Regions from separate parts of the Mus musculus genome. Here region 1 is linked to region 2. The links are chromatin contacts, called in public Hi-C maps. All regions are on one chromosome and are shown on one strand. The core of a region is the stretch at or near the end of the contact, and the rest is flanking DNA. Distances in the headings are between cores, read along the strand shown.

Region 1 (4,360 bases), core at 1,250-3,749, 110 kb after region 2:
GTGTCGCTAACTGGGAACCAAACAGTTAAAACATGGAAGAGGTTTTCTATTCAGACAATGACAACCCTGCTCCATCATCTGTGCTCAGTCAGGAAGCCTGGAGGGGTATGTTGAGGAAAAAAGCAGCCTTCTATGAGCTAGTCCATAGTCTTGAAGGAGAGGTGGGCAGCATGCTAGCGTATTGCAGCTGAGCAAGTATGAACATGGCAGCTGCCCTCCAGGTCGCCAGACGAAAACCTAGTCACCTACAGGGTCAGCAGGTCAGGCTTCATTGTCTTTCCAGTGTGTAGAAGGCTGTGTTCTAAGACAAAGCCGTCTGGAGTCTGGTGGAAGTTGGGGAATCGGACTGGGCCTTCTGCTTCTTAGGAAGTATTTATGGGGGGCTGGTGAGATGGCTCAGTGGGTAAGAGCACCCGACTGCTCTTCCGAAGGTCAGGAGTTCAAATCCCAGCAACCACATGGTGGCTCACAACCATCTGTAACAAGATCTGACGCCCTCTTCTGGAGTGTCTGAAGACAGCTACAGTGTACTTACATATAATAAATAAATAAATCTTTAAAAAAAAAAAAAAAAAAAAAGGAAGTATTTATGGGATCGTTCTTGCTCCCTTAATTTACATCACAATCTGTACCTCAGCATCGCCCAGTTCATGGTCATCCTTGCCTTTGATGGACTCTGATGACCAGGTCTCCAGTGCCTTCTAATAGGGAGGGCTGTGGGTGTGCAGGAATGAACCTGAACTCTGCCCTTACCAGGAATAGACAGAAATTGCAAGAAACTCAAAGCACAGATGAAATTTCCCACTTGGTTACCCAGAAGCAAGCAGGCCCGTGAAGCTGGCCAGCTGCAGGCAGCCAAATGCTCTTCTTTTCTGTAAGACGAAAGCTTTTAGCTTGCAGATTCTGTCCAGCTGGAAGCTCCGGCAGGAATGATAAAGCAGGGCTTATGGCCAAGCCTTCTGAAAAGTAATCTCTTAAAAGCAGATGAGGAGAGACATGCGGTCTGGGGCAGCAGTGCATCTTGAGATTTCTGGGACTCTCAACCCACCCCGAGCCAGCTTGTCTCTGCTTATCTGTAAGCTTAACAATGAGACTGGGGACACATTAGACTCCTGCAACAACGGGCTTTTCCTCTTTGAATGAATGACTGCAATTGCCCTTGCTGCTGGTGAGTCTGAGCCTCACTACCCTGCCTCTTTATTCTAACCCTCCTCCTGCTCTTATTGTACTTTGCTTAATGGCAAACAGTGTCACAGTCTCAGCATGCCAGGGAGGGCAGGAGACAGGCTAGGGTTTAGATGGAGTGGCACAAGCAGGAGAGACTAGATGCTGCCTACCCCAGAGAAGGGGCAATGATCACTCAGACCCAATTCACTGCCTGTATTATTAGCAGTTTTTTTTCCCCCAAGAACACCAGAAATCTGAATTTTTATTGGGCATTTCCATATTTTAAAGTAATGTGAGCAGAGCCACTAAAGGGATTATGAGAAAGGGCTCCTTCCTTTCCATCCAGGGCAGCCATCAGGTGACCTGAGATGGATGCCCACAAGGGCATGAAGGTACACTGCTGGCAATAGTGACAGCTCTCTGCGCCCCCCCCCCCCCCCCCCGGTGGCTGCAAACGCCCAGCTCCTAAAGGCGCATCTTACAGCAAACCTGGTTAGCTCGTTTGCTGGAACTCTTCAGTCCGCCTCTGAAGAGTTGGACCCCACTGTGGGGCTTTGAGAGTCTTGAATTCTTACTGGGCGGGGGAAGATTCCACATATAAAATCTTCAAGGTTATCCTCACTGGGGAAATCCTTAAAGCTCTCAGAAGGAACCATGGGGCCCAGTGAGTCACTGAACACAAGTCCTGACTCTGGCGAGCAGCGAGAACCAGAACCAAGGGAAGGGCCACACAATTCATCTTATGGTTGGTGTGGTTCTCATGGGGCTCAATACTCTCCAGCCCCACTGTTGCCATTAGCACAAGATGTAAGTAATGTTTGTAAACATTCGTACCTAAGAAACAATTCAGGGCAGTCAAAAGAAGAAAAAAAGAGAGAAAAGAAAGAAGAACGTGGGACTCACGGATCTATACACCTTGAAGGTTTACAAATAAGGCTACCAGTTTGCAGTCTCTGCTGAAGACCACAGTGGCTAACAGCCGGGATTCTGGAATCCAATTAATTAGATTTTAACTCTGTGCCAACTGTGGGTCTAGAGTGAATTATCTAATCTTATCACCATCAATTAAAAATTTACCCACCACCATCTTTTGAGAATTAAACATGCTTACCACAATGTCAGACCTCTAGTACGCGCTCCATAAGGATGAACTGTTTCTACTCTATACTTATTTCTTTTGAAAAGACAAGTTTCTAGCTTCAAAATGCAGCTTTACAAACAACCTTTGTGCTGGAAATTGCCCAGCAACAGGCCCTGCTATGAACTGCAGAGCTGCAAGATCCGTGCAGCACTGATTGCTTCCCTGCAGCTCACCAGAGGCCAGGAAGGCAGGCCCTCCCCCACAGGGCATGCCCAGAAACTATAGATCCGGCCTTAATTACCAGCAATTAAATAGGCTTCAGCCTGCAGTGCAGAATCCGGTGCTGCTGTAGCCTCTGGAGGGCCTTTCGGGAAGGTGGCTCAGCTCTTCAGGAGCCTTCCTTACCCACACCCTACCATTTATTTAGTTCCCTCAAACTTCCCAGGTGTCAGGGAATCTGAGTTTGGTGGGTAGAGAACTTTTGGCAGCTTTGTTCTGACTAGGGTTTTCTTAGTTATAGGCGTTCTTGGAGGCAAACCTGGGCTCCTAGATTCTCTCTGGACAGTGAGAGATTAAGGCCCTGGTCTTTGCCATGATGCTCTGATTTGGGGGATGGGGGGATCAGCAAGAGGGAGTGTTCTACAACTGCAAGAAAGTGATACTTTAGCTGAAGTGGAAAAAGATAATTCAGAATAGATAGATAAATGAATAGAAAGATAGGTGATAGATAGACAGACAGATAGATAGATAGATAGATAGATAGATAGACAGACAGATACACAGTAGATAATGCATAGACAGTTAAATGTATGCTCTTCTAGTGTGGTAGAAAAAGCAGCTGTGGCAGAGGCTTTCAGCAAGTGGTGAAAGATTCAGAAAGGACACCAAGGCAAAACTGGCGGCACCCTCAGCATCTCTGGGTCTGAAGTGTCATGAGTACAGGCAAGAACCCAAGTACCTGGACTAGCCTTTTTGTTTGTCTGAGTCTCCATCTCTGACACAGGCTACTGAAACATCCAAGAAAGTCCCTTTTTCCTGGCCTTTGTTGACAGTGTGAGTCTCAGCAGAACTCTTGGTAGCCTCTGGGGAGAGCAGGCAAGTAACTGCACCTGCTCTTGGCTCTGGAGCCCCGAGGCTGAATGAAGTTGGCTCTTGGAGCAGCTGAGTGGCCTCCATCCAAGCCCTAAGGTTTCAGCGAGCCTCTGCAAGGCAAGCAGGAACTTCCCTGGTTTCTGTTTCACAGTCAGGTTTATTGTATCTTGGTTGCAATTCACTACTTATTTTCACTAGTCATTAATGACTCTGAGTGCCTGTTGTTTTACACACACACACACACACACACACACACACACACACACACACACACACACACAGAGAGAGAGAGAGAGAGAGAGAGAGAGAGAGAGAGAGAGAGAGAGAGAGAATTGTATAAAAATTAAAATGGAGGTTTAAAGTAGCTTCCTTGTTAATGCAAATCTTATCTCTTAGTATGTTTTTATATAAGTGATACCAGGCCAAAAGAAAAGCAAAACCAAAACAACACAACACAAGACAAAACAAAACACCTCCCCACTGCTTGACCAGTGTGTAACCTGTGGCAGAAAATTCTTGTCCTTTTTATTTCCCTTTTTAACCAGATGATGAATTGGTTGATGAACCCTTGCTTCACTGAGCCTCTGTGGGATGCATTTCTTTGGTGTTTCACCCATCTGTCCTGTTCTGCAGTGTCACTAGCTGTCACCAAATGACAGACCTACAATCTCACTAAGTGTATTCATCCACCTAAGAGAAGGGCAATGTTTGTGCGTAGCCAGCTCTCTCAAGTTCCAGCCTTAGGAACCATGGCAGACAAGTCAGACACAGCATCACGGTAAGAAACAGTAGAAGTCAGCTGCAGAGCCTGGGAAGTTGCTCTGAGCCTCCATTCAAGGCTTGAATACCCACAAGGGTGTTATGTACTGATTGGAGGTGTTTAGGGTAAATTCAGCGAAGTACATAGACAAGCCAGAAAATGTTATGTGGATAACCTTTCACCGATGTCACAAATGGGGTCACGCCCAACTGGTGGAAAAATTTGTTGTGTTGGCAATGTTAAGATTGACTCTACAAACT
Region 2 (4,332 bases), core at 394-2,893:
CCATCCTCCCCGCTGACAGTCCCAGAAATGAGATTGCTTTCCTGTTGAAAAGAAGTCTTTGTTTTTGATGTTTCAGCTCTGTGGCGTGTCCTTCACAGTCACGTTGTTCTTCAGATTCTGACCATTTAGTTTTTAAGAGAATTAAAGCATCGAATCCCATTGTACACAAATCCGGGGCGTATTCTGAATAATCTATTTTCAGTGTAAATGAGCTGATCAGTGCTTGGAAGCAACATGGCTCCTTTTCATCAGCTTGGTTTTACAGTTGCAGACAATTCCGTGATTTGAGTCTATATCTCATTTCCCTACACTCCCTTGCCGTTAACTATTTTTCTTTTTCCCTGTCACTGGCTGTGGTCTCGTTTTCCAAGGTGCTGGGCCTTCCATCCATCCTTCCCTTGGGTGCCCTGCCCTCCTGGACTTCATGTGTTCCCAACCTAGAAACAAGTAACTAAAGAGCCAACTCCCAAGGTTCTCTCTGTCCCAAGCTGGTCCAAGTACGTAGAGATCACCAGCCTTTGGCTATAGCAGTCTGGCTTTGCCCCTGCTGGCAGGAGAGTCCTTGTTTTGTGTTCCATATTCCCTCATCCAGAATTTGCAGTGCTAGGACGCAAAGCAGTGGCTTCTGTTCTCTTTGCAAAGTTCTTATTCACTTTCTAAATCGCCCACCATATTTGTCTCCCTCTTCAGCCCTTCCCTAGCCTCTTCATTTGCTTTTTAATATCTTCCTCCCACCATCTCCCCTTTTTTCTCCCTTCCTTCCTTCCTTCCTTCCTTCCTTCCTTCCTTCCTTCCTTCCTTCCTTCCCTTGCCTTCCTTCCTTCCTTCCTTCCTTCCTTCCTCCCTTCCTTCCTCTTCCTTCCTTCCTTCCTTCCTTCCTTCCTTCCTTCCTTCCTTCCTTCCTTCCTTTCTCCCTCCCTCCCTCCCTCCCTCCCTCCCTCCCTCCCTCCCTCCCTCCCTCCCTCCCTCCCTCCCTCCCTCCCTCCCTCCCTCCCTCCCTCTCTCTCTCTCTCTCTCTCTCTCTTTCTTTCTTTCTTTCTTTCTTTCTTTCTTTCTTTCTTTCTTTCTTTCTTTCTTCCTCTCTTTCTTTCTTCCCTTATGTGTAATTACATGTCTGCACATATTTATGCACAGGTATGTAGAGGCCAGAAGAGGGCACTGGCTCTCCTGGGACTGGAGCTGTAGGTGGTTGTGAGCTACTTGCTCAGGTGCTGGGATATGGACTCTAGTCCTTTGCAAGAAAATAGCTCTTTCTCCCTGAGCCAGCTCTCTAGCCCTGTGGTTTCTAGCCCTCTAGCTCAACCTAGCCTCCAACTCATGATCCTCCTGTCTCATCCTCTTGTAGGCATTTGCCACCACACCCAGACCCTCTTCACTAGGCTTTCAAAGCCTCCAGACAAACTGTCAAGGGTTAGAAGTGAACAGTGGCAGACAAAAGAAAGAAATATCAACAACGTAGATAAAATCAGGCTCCCTGGAGGTCACCTAAAGAACAAACAACACCCACTGTGGGCCTAGACTTACAGGATTGGCCTGAGGTCCCATCACCCACAAGGCATTTACTCCACATGGCACATCAGATACAGATAGGTCTGCCCTGTTCAGGCTCCTCAGGACCACATCAGGCTCATTAAAGCGGATCAGCACGCATGACTCACTGCAGCACTCCCAATATGCTCCTCTGTGTTCATTCTGTTTAGCCTGGTCCAAGCCTCTGAATCTGCTTCCCTGGGTTTGGATAGGGTGGGAACTAGGAGCTCTCTCTTCCTTTCTCAACCTCCCCAACACCCCCAAATTCCAAATCCCAGCAACAAACAAACAGACAGACAAACAAGCAACAATAATAATAAAACCACCCTAACACAGAAGAAAATCGTCTTGCTCCTTATGTACCAGCACGGAGTTCTTTCCTTTGCCCTGAAGATGTGAGGCCTCCTCCCCAGTCTCCTGAGGATTGGTCGCTCTCATGCTGGATGGAGTCTGAATTTGCCTTTTTCACCTGGGACACCCGAAGGAACCCTGGTGACAGTATTTTTCCCCCGCTCTCCCCATTTTACAGAGAAGGAAGCTTCAGAGAAGATCAGACCTGCATGGCTTTATAGACCCTGACTTATAGATGCCAAAAGATTTCCTATGGATACAGGGGAACATTTGTACTGGGATTGGGTACCAAACACTTGGTTGCCGGGATTTGAACTCAGGACCTTCGGAAGAGCAGTCAGTGCTCTTAGCTGCTGAGCCATCTCGCCAGCCGCCATGTTGTCTTTTCTAAATACATATAAAAAAAATGTACCATTGTAATCCCTCCTACTGTACAGGTAGAGAGGTTGAAGCTGAGGGACCACCTGTTTAAGAGTTGGCTGTCTCAATCACACAGATACAGTGAGCTGGTCAAGTAGAAGTTCAATCCAGCCATATGGTTCCTGACTCTCACTCCTTACATTAGCTTCTCAGAATGTCTTAAGATTTTACAGTTAAATTAACTTTTTTTTTCTTGTGGTACTGAGGAATGAACTCAGGATTCTCTTGATGAGCTACACTCCCAGCCCACAAGGCTTTCTTAAAAAAAAAAAAAAAAAGGTTTATAGCTGGGTGTACTGCATGCCTTTTATCTCAGCACTAGGGAGGCAGAGGTGGGTAGTTCTCTGAGTTCGAAGCCAGTCTGGTCTATAGAGTAACTTCTAGGACAGCCAGGGCTACACAGAGACACTCTATCAAGAAAAACAAACAACACACACATATAATATATACATATATGGAGAGAGAGAGAGAGAGAGAGAGAGAGAGAGAGAGAGAGAGAGAGAGAGAGAGAGGTGAGATATATTTTCTTAGATTGAAAAGTAATTCCAATCTCTGATAAATAATATCGGGGCCTTTTATTTTGAAAACCACCTGCTACGCGTCTTTGTGGTGAGTTAGGTAGTACCAGGAGATTATTAATACCGGCACTTTCATCTTAAAATTACATTTTCTTAGGTTTTCCCAATCAGATGTAACTGCCTTTGTTTGTGTGGTTGTTGACTCTGGGAGTTTTGTTTGCTTGTTTGCTTGTTTTGTGATGATTAGTATTGAATGAACTAGTGCCTTAAACATGCTCAGCAAGAGCTCTACCACTGAGCTACACCCCTGGCCCTGTTCAACTTTGTTATTTTGAGAAAAGTTCTCATTAAGGTGACCAGGCAGGCCTTGAGCTGGTGGTCCTCTTCTGCCTCAGCCTTTTGAGTATCTGGGCCACTAAACCCAGCTAGACTTTCTTGAGAAGAAAGTTTCAGAGAGAGTTATTTAAATCTTCGGGGCCCTGCTACCATTGTAAAAAGAAGCGTTTCCTATTTGTGCAGGTGATACTCACTGCCTACAGAGGACAGATTTTCTGGAACTTAATTCAGGCGGATCAGCGGGATCTTCTTAAATGAAGCTCGGGGGTTAAAATATGAGTGACACCCCCTCTGTCCTGAAGGGAATACAGTTTAATGGGGGGGCTCTTTTAACTCAGAAAACCTAACTCTGAAACACTGTCTTATACACAGTAGGAACTCAATCAATATCTGATGAAAGGATAAATAATAACCATGGCTATGATGTATTGAATATATGTCCTAATTCAATATTGACCTAAGTTCTTTAGGAACATTATCGTTATTAATGTGTACCCTAGACCTGCTAGGAAGACATTGTACAGATAAGGATGAGGAACTTGAAGCCCAGGGCTGTGACTGTCCCTTAGAGTGAGGACCAGAGGCAGTGCTCAGTCTATAGAGTCAGGTCAGATACTGGGATACCATCTTATTTTATTATATCATTTGGGTTTGTTTGTTTGTTTGTTTGTTTGTTTTTTAAAGACTGGTTCTCACTATATATAGCTCAGGCTAGCCTCAAGCTTGTTATTTAACCCAGTTCATCCATGAACCCTCAATCTTCCTACATGATTAGTCTCCTGAGTGCTTGAGATTACAGGCAGAGCCACCAAGCTCAACTGTGAGGCTCATAATTAAGGTATTAGATTGGGGAGGAATAAGGAGAGAGAGAGTTGGGGTGGGGGCGGGAGCAGATAGCAAAGACAGACTGATAACAGTGAGTCACATGGGTTATACTGCATTTAACGTCCCCACGGCCTGCCCAGGCGGCTAGGTCCAGGAGTAGATGGAAAGATGGATCCAAAGCTTGGGTCACAGATTGAGCCAGATCAGGGTCTATTTTTAGTTGATGCTGTTGGAGAGTGCTTCGTGCTTCTCTCTGATTATAGTCTAGAGAAATGCCCATAATTAAAGGGCAAGCAGAGGCAGAAAAAGGCTGATGGAGATGCTGGGGAAAACAAAGGGGAGATGAACTCCC

Evidence for each region. A called contact is a pair of places that touch in the nucleus more often than the background predicts.
Region 1: a Hi-C map of rod photoreceptor shows a contact between it and region 2, with 1.8 times the contacts expected there. The contact joins two enhancer-like sites. A contact is called at or near these places in 3 of 484 Hi-C or Micro-C datasets (hematopoietic stem and progenitor cells, nephron progenitors and rod photoreceptor) and 2 of 9 other capture datasets (adipose tissue and pancreatic islet).

What each region holds. Positions count from the first base shown.
Region 1 is chr13:99,559,877-99,564,236 of GRCm38.p6, forward strand. No RefSeq gene overlaps it. Among named protein-coding and RNA genes, the nearest start is that of Gm26559, 45 kb to the left of the region's middle. Within about 2 kb of position 2,500, at least 31 of the 459 cell types and tissues checked have an H3K27ac peak or open chromatin away from gene starts, as enhancers often do. A contact at or near this core is called in rod photoreceptor, where this site is marked.
Region 2 is chr13:99,451,013-99,455,344 of GRCm38.p6, forward strand. All of the region lies in intron 2 of Map1b (microtubule-associated protein 1B), which reads right to left. Among named protein-coding and RNA genes, the nearest start is that of 6430562O15Rik, 40 kb to the left of the region's middle. Within about 2 kb of position 1,644, at least 9 of the 459 cell types and tissues checked have an H3K27ac peak or open chromatin away from gene starts, as enhancers often do. A contact at or near this core is called in rod photoreceptor, where this site is marked.